Regions from separate parts of the Mus musculus genome. Here region 2 is linked to region 1. A link is a contact called in public HiChIP or PLAC-seq data. All regions are on one chromosome and are shown on one strand. The core of a region is the stretch at or near the end of the contact, and the rest is flanking DNA. Distances in the headings are between cores, read along the strand shown. Region 1 holds the start of Zpbp (zona pellucida binding protein). Region 2 overlaps Gm11998 (predicted gene 11998).

The links. HiChIP or PLAC-seq counts read pairs in DNA pulled down with a chosen protein or histone mark.
Region 2: an H3K4me3 HiChIP or PLAC-seq map of the SCID.adh cell line shows a contact between it and region 1, with 11 read pairs. The contact joins the enhancer-like site here to the promoter of Zpbp in region 1. A contact is called at or near these places in 4 of 39 promoter capture datasets (the C10 cell line, the HPC-7 cell line, HPC-7-derived erythroid cells and 1 more), 1 of 15 datasets of contacts at CTCF or cohesin (thymocytes), 14 of 484 Hi-C or Micro-C datasets (B cells, the Ba/F3 cell line, the G1E-ER4 cell line and 8 more), 4 of 115 datasets of contacts at active chromatin or transcription factors (CD8 T cells, the SCID.adh cell line and embryonic stem cells) and 3 of 9 other capture datasets (adipose tissue, embryonic stem cells and liver).

The regions. Positions count from the first base shown.
Region 1 is chr11:11,460,854-11,463,892 of GRCm38.p6, reverse strand. It overlaps Zpbp (zona pellucida binding protein), which reads left to right and starts at 1,474. Exons shown (of 8, transcript NM_015785.2): 1 at 1,474-1,829. The coding sequence starts at 1,529. Spata48 (spermatogenesis associated 48) reads right to left here and starts at 149. Exons shown (of 9, transcript NM_001347068.1): 1 at 1-149.
Region 2 is chr11:11,575,790-11,578,828 of GRCm38.p6, reverse strand. Gm11998 (predicted gene 11998) reads right to left here. Exons shown (of 2, transcript NR_166079.1): 2 at 1-99. Among named protein-coding and RNA genes, the nearest start is that of Gm29945, 19 kb to the right of the region's middle. Within about 2 kb of position 1,623, at least 1 of the 459 cell types and tissues checked has an H3K27ac peak or open chromatin away from gene starts, as enhancers often do. A contact at or near this core is called in the SCID.adh cell line, where this site is marked.

The DNA of each region.
Region 1 (3,039 bases), core at 225-2,724:
TTTCTCCAATGCTCAGGAAACCAATACACACACACATGCACACACACACATGTATATGTAAAAATTTAACATGTTCATATTTTGTGGGCAAGATAGTAACTGAAAGAATATACTGAAGTTGATGTAGTGAATACATATACAGTCTCTCTCTTTCATATATACTCTCTCTCTCTCTCTCTCTCTCTCCTACACACACACAAACACACACACACAAACACACACAAACTAGAAATAACTTTTCGGGTTGGAATAAATTATAAACATTGGTATATGTTTAATTTAAATACGCTAACAAGGAAGATATAGTATACTGATTTTTAAGAAAAATAATTCATAAATCATAGCCAATGTAAAAGTCCATTCTTAAATGCCTTAAATTATCTGCAGTTTCTTTAAGTTACCACAATTCTTAGAACGAAAACAATGAGGTATTTATGTTATTTCAGTAAATGGCAGCATAAAAAACGATCTATTTTAAACGATAAGCATAGCAGTCCACTTAAGAGCTGTTTTTTAACTAGACAATTTGGTTTTGCATGAAAATTGCAACTAAGTTTAATTATTACAATCCGAAGGGTAATAGCTCACACCTCCTTAAATAAAGAAGGTAAGCTTCTACAAGAGTCAGGTATAGAATATTTAAATCAGATCAATTGTATGATAGTAAGGATAAGCAGAATGTAGCCACGACCACCTATGATGATGACTGAAAATTTGCAATATACAACAAAACAAGCAATAACGTTGAAATAAATGGGTAAGTTTTCAGCATAAGGTCCTGGACAGTTTATCCAAAACACGAAGGTCAGTAAGTTTTTACTCCACTCCGTATTACCCATCTCTTCATATTAAAAGTGAAAACATTTAACAGCCTGCTTCTAGTGTTTCTATATATTTGTATAAAATTTATTTTTATCCTAGTTGGACTATCATTAAATCCTTCCAAAGGCAGAAAAGATGTATGATTCTTTCAATTTAAATACATTCTCATTCTAAACGGTCCGTGAGCTGGTTCTTTATGTTTTCCTGAATCCAAGTTGAGGATGATCTTCCAAGCCGAGTACTGCATGAAAGTCAATGTCATCTAAGGTCTATTTCCTCCATTTTCCCATCATGCCACTTTTTAAGGCAATACCTTTAATTTCTCCTAGGTGTTCACTGCATGCATTTTCTATTAAGTCCCACACACTGATAATGCACAATCGTTCGCATTACAACAGTCAGGAACTTCATGCATTGGCATTACTATAGCCAGGAAGTTTATGAGAGGTGTACATTCATTAAGTCATCCGTTCTCAGGATCTGCTGCCATTAGGCACCTAAAGGCTGAAACTCAATCCACTGCTAAGGTAATAAGAGGGGCTTCTCCTCTGCACACAGACACCACGGGAAGGCAAAGGTTAGAACTTTGCGACACAAGATTCTTCTCGCTTTGGAATCTCAGACCAGCCAGGTTCTGGAGGGTTTCCTTAGTGGTGCGGGGCCTCGAAGTCAAGGGAGCCCCTAGGGGATCGACCTCTTGCCTCCCATGTGTACCCAAGCTGGGTCCCAAGCTAGCACACCTCCCGCACATCACCCGAGCGGAAGTGGCGCGTCCGTCGGTCCGTCCTTCCGGCCTGCCGTCTGCCAACTTCCGGCGGCGGGTGGGCGCGCGCCAGGTAACGACCTTCTGCGCCGAGGCTCGGCCGTCGGCGGCGTGTGGATGGAGGCCTTGGCCCCGGGCCGGGCTCCGCGGGGCCGGCGGCGGGCCGGGGCCTCGGGCTCCGTGCTCTCGCCGCTGTCGCTGGCCGCCGTCCTGCTCTGCGCCTTGCTGCGGGCGCCCCCTGCAGGTGAGGCTCGGCGCCGCATGGCGGGAGCTCTGGCTGCCGCGGCTCCTCACGAGAATTGCGTTGGCCCCGTGTCACGTGACTCCGACTACACAAGGACACCCTCTCTGGCAGGGACAGCCCCAGTGAGCCTAGTTTTGTGTAGGAATCTTGAAAACTACATTTGCATAGAAAAGACCTCTGTGGGCTCGTGAAGGAGGCCCTGCTCCAAGAGATTATCCGAACTTTAAAAGTGCCTTAATAAAACTTCAGTTCGTGGGTCATTGCCAGCCGTGTGTTTCAGAGCGAGTCTATGTAGCTCTGTATAGTACTGAATTTGTGCTGTGAACCTAGTGAGCTTTTAGACCATCCTTGATAGTGCAGCGCCCTCTGTTGGTTCTGGATGTAAAATGCAGGGTGTAGTTGGAAACACGTATCCTAGTTTCAAAAATATATATCGGAGAAAGAAATGAGCGCTTACTAGATTGGCTTTTTAGCTAGCAAGGTTTGGTCTCTCTCCCTCTCCCTCTCTTTATGTTGAAATTGTAGACTTACTAGCAATAATCTGTGTCCCATAGATCCTAAATGTACTAAAGGTACATTTGTCAGAGTTAAAGTTTATTCAAATAAGAGAACTATAAAGTAACCAAGGATACAGATGTAGAAGAAGTGTGAAGAAAGGGATACTGTGGTTAAAGGAAAGAAATGGGGCATGCTTACTAGTTTTTTATTTTTTTTTTAACTTGACACAATCTGTAGTTACCAGGGAATAGGAAACCTCAATTGAAGATTTGACTATCAGATTGACGTATGAGCGGTCTGTGGGGGTATTTTTCTTAATTGCTTTTGATGTGGGAGGGGCCGGTCCTCTGGGAGGTGGTGTCATCCCTGGGCAGGTGGTCCCAGGCAATGTCAGAAAGCAGGCTGAGCAAGCCAGAGGAAGCTAGTCGGTAAGCACTATTCCCCCGTGCTTCCGCTTAGCCTGCTGCCTCCAAGTCTGGGTTTGAGTCCTGGATGCCTTTGCTTTCCTGGATCGGAAAGAGAGGCCCCTTGGTCTTGCAAACTGTATATGCCTCAGTACAGGGGAACGCCAGGGCCAAGAAGTGGGAGTGGGTGGGTGGGGGAGTGGTGGGGGAGGGTATGGAGGACTTTTGGGATTGCATTGGAAATGTAAATGAAGAAAATACCTAATTAAAAAATGTAATACTAAAACAAAGCATAACAAAACAAAAAA
Region 2 (3,039 bases), core at 374-2,873, 110 kb before region 1:
AGTGTTCCAATGTCTTTCGATGTCTTCACATTGTATCTCTGTGTTAATTAACATCTATTCCAAGAAGTTTCTCTGATAAAGGTTGGATGATGTCATGACCTATGGATGTAACAATACACCATTAAGAGTTGTTTTATTGCTATGCTCACTTAGGAGAATAAAAGTAGGCTTTCCCCAAGAGCGCAGGGTTTTGGCCTTCATAAACAGTGTCAAATGTGGGTTCTATCTCATGGAATGAGCCATAAGTTCAATCAAAAGGTGGTGGATTTCTCCAATAACATTTGTGCCACTATTCTACCAGTATATCTTGCAGGCAGGTTGCAAGATATACTGATGGTGTTGCTGGTCACAGGTTCTTAACTGGGTAAGATTGATTACTTTTGTCCTGTGGTAGCATGTGTAGTACCTTTTAGCACTATGAAAACTAGTCAATAGAGTAAAGCTTCTAGTTGGACACCAGCTCAATTTTCCCATATTCTATGAGAAAATTAAGTGGTATCTTCAGTAACGGGATCTTGACATGTTGTAGATGGTAACACATAGCTTTGGCAATATAACCTGTAATGTTTTGGAGGGTGGATATCAACAATAGAAATGGACAAGATGAAGACTGATTTAAGACAAAATTCAAGATGGAAGTTAAAATTCTTTTAGAATTGAATCAAAATGACAACACAAAATATGCTTATACAATGAAGGCAATGCCAGGAGTTAGGTTCATAGTACTAAGTACCTACATTAAAAAAAAAAAACTGGACAAATCTCACACTAATAACAATGATGCACTTCAAATTTTTTAGAAAAAAAACTAGAAGAAATAGCATCTACAAAGAGTGTACGGGAAGAAATAATCAATTAGTAAATAATCAAATTAATAAAATTAGAGATGAAAGGGGAGACATAACAACAAACATGGAGGAAATTCAGATAATCATAAGGACATACTTTAAAAATCAGTATTTCACCAAACTGGAAAACCTAAAAGAAATAGATGAATTTCTTTATAGATATTACCTACTAAAACCAAGATGAAATCAACATACCCATAACCCCTAGTGAAATAGAGCATCAATTAAACTCCCAACTAAGAAAAAAAGAACCCTAGGTCCTAGTGTAGAAGTCTATCAAAATTTCAAAGAATAACGAATGTCAACAATCCACAAATCATTTCACAAAATAGGAACTGAGGGAACTCTTCCAAATTCTTTTTACAAAGTCCCTATACTAAAACAGAGACTGAACAAAAATGAAAAATGTAGACCTTATTTGTGAACACAATGCAAAAATTCTCAATAAAGTTCTCAAAAACTGAATTTAAGAAAACATCAAAAAGATCATCCACTATGATCAAATTGACTTCATCACAGAGATACATGGTTCAACATATGTAAATCAGCAAACATACCCAGCACATAATAGATCAAAAGTCAAAAACAAAATGTTCATCTCATAGATGCAAGAAAGGTTTTGATAAATCCCAACACATTCATGATGAAAGTACAGGAGAAACAAGGCATACAAGGGACAGAGATTAACATAATGAAGGGGGTTTACAGCCAGTCAACATCAACTTAAATGGAGAGAAGCTCAGAGTGTTTCCACTAAAGTCAGGAACAAGTCAAGGAAGGATGTCCATTCTGTCCAATGTAGCACTCGAAGTCTTAGTTAAGCAGTACAGACAACTGAAGGAGATCAAAGGATTACAAGTAGGAAAGGAAGGATTCCAAAAATCCACATTTGCAGACCATTTCTTTTTTCATTTCAGTATACAAATCATACTTTGATTTAGTCAAATTTATTATCATTTTATTGTTTTAATACAATTGTAAATGGAATTACTTTTTAGTTTCACTTTTATACTTGTGTGTGTGTGTGCGTGTGTGTGTAGGTGCATGTGCCTTTGTGCACAGACATACACAGAGGCCACAGGAGGGTGTTGGGTATCTTCCACTATCATTATTAACATTATTACTCTGAGATGAAGTCTCTCAGTCTTCTCATTTTAGATGAGATGATTGACACTAAGCTCTTTTTTTCATTTTTATCAGATGTTTTCTTCATTTACATTTCAAATGCTATCCCGAAAGTCCCCTATACCCTCCCCCTCCCTGCTCCCCAAACTACCCACTCCCATTTCCTGGCTCTAGCATTCACCTGTACTGGGGCATATGATGTTCTCAAGACCAGGGCTTCTCCTCCCATTGGTGGTCAACTAGGCCATCCTCTGCTACATATGCAGCTAGAGACACAGTTCTGTGGGGGTACTGGTTAGTTCATATTGTTGTTCCTCCTATTGACAGGAAGCTTTAAGGATCCACCTATTTCTTTTCCCTAAGGCTGAGATTACAGGTGTGTGCAATTATGCCCAGCTTTGTGTGGGGGTGCTAGGAATTTGAAATCCCTCATGCTTACCCAGTGATCTGTATCCCCAGTCCTCATTTTTACACTTTTCATTGCTGATGTAAATAAATATACTTTTCATATTGATCTTTTCTCTTATAATCTAAATAGTTTTGTTAGTGTTGGTTGGTATTTGGACAAAATTTTTTTCAGGTTCTTGGTGTCTTATTCAATGAATCAAGCTAAAGATATACACATATAGGGAAGTTGCAGATTTTTGTTCTAAAACAAAGTAAGGGTACAGGTCAGAAATATACTGTCAAGAGTAAAAAATCTGGCTACATTTATAAGAGAGTGCTAAAGTTCCCAGGCTACTGCCTCAGGCTTCTTTTGTGGAGTTTAAAGAAAGGAGAGGCTCATTACTAAGGGTCATAGTTTGAAGGTTTCTCTATTTTAATTAGTGTATTTGAGCTATATGAACTTTTTCTTGCTGCATATACCCCTTCTTATAGTGCATCTGATTTTAATAATATGCTTAACAAATTATACATATACATAAAATGGTAAAAGTTCTCTTAGAAGACACCATTTGCCTTACTAGTCCAGTCTAGAGTGATCCACTTACTCCCATACCTGTATAAATCTGGACCATGTTTGAATAGAAGAAACTGGTCCACAAAATAGGATTTCAAATATTGG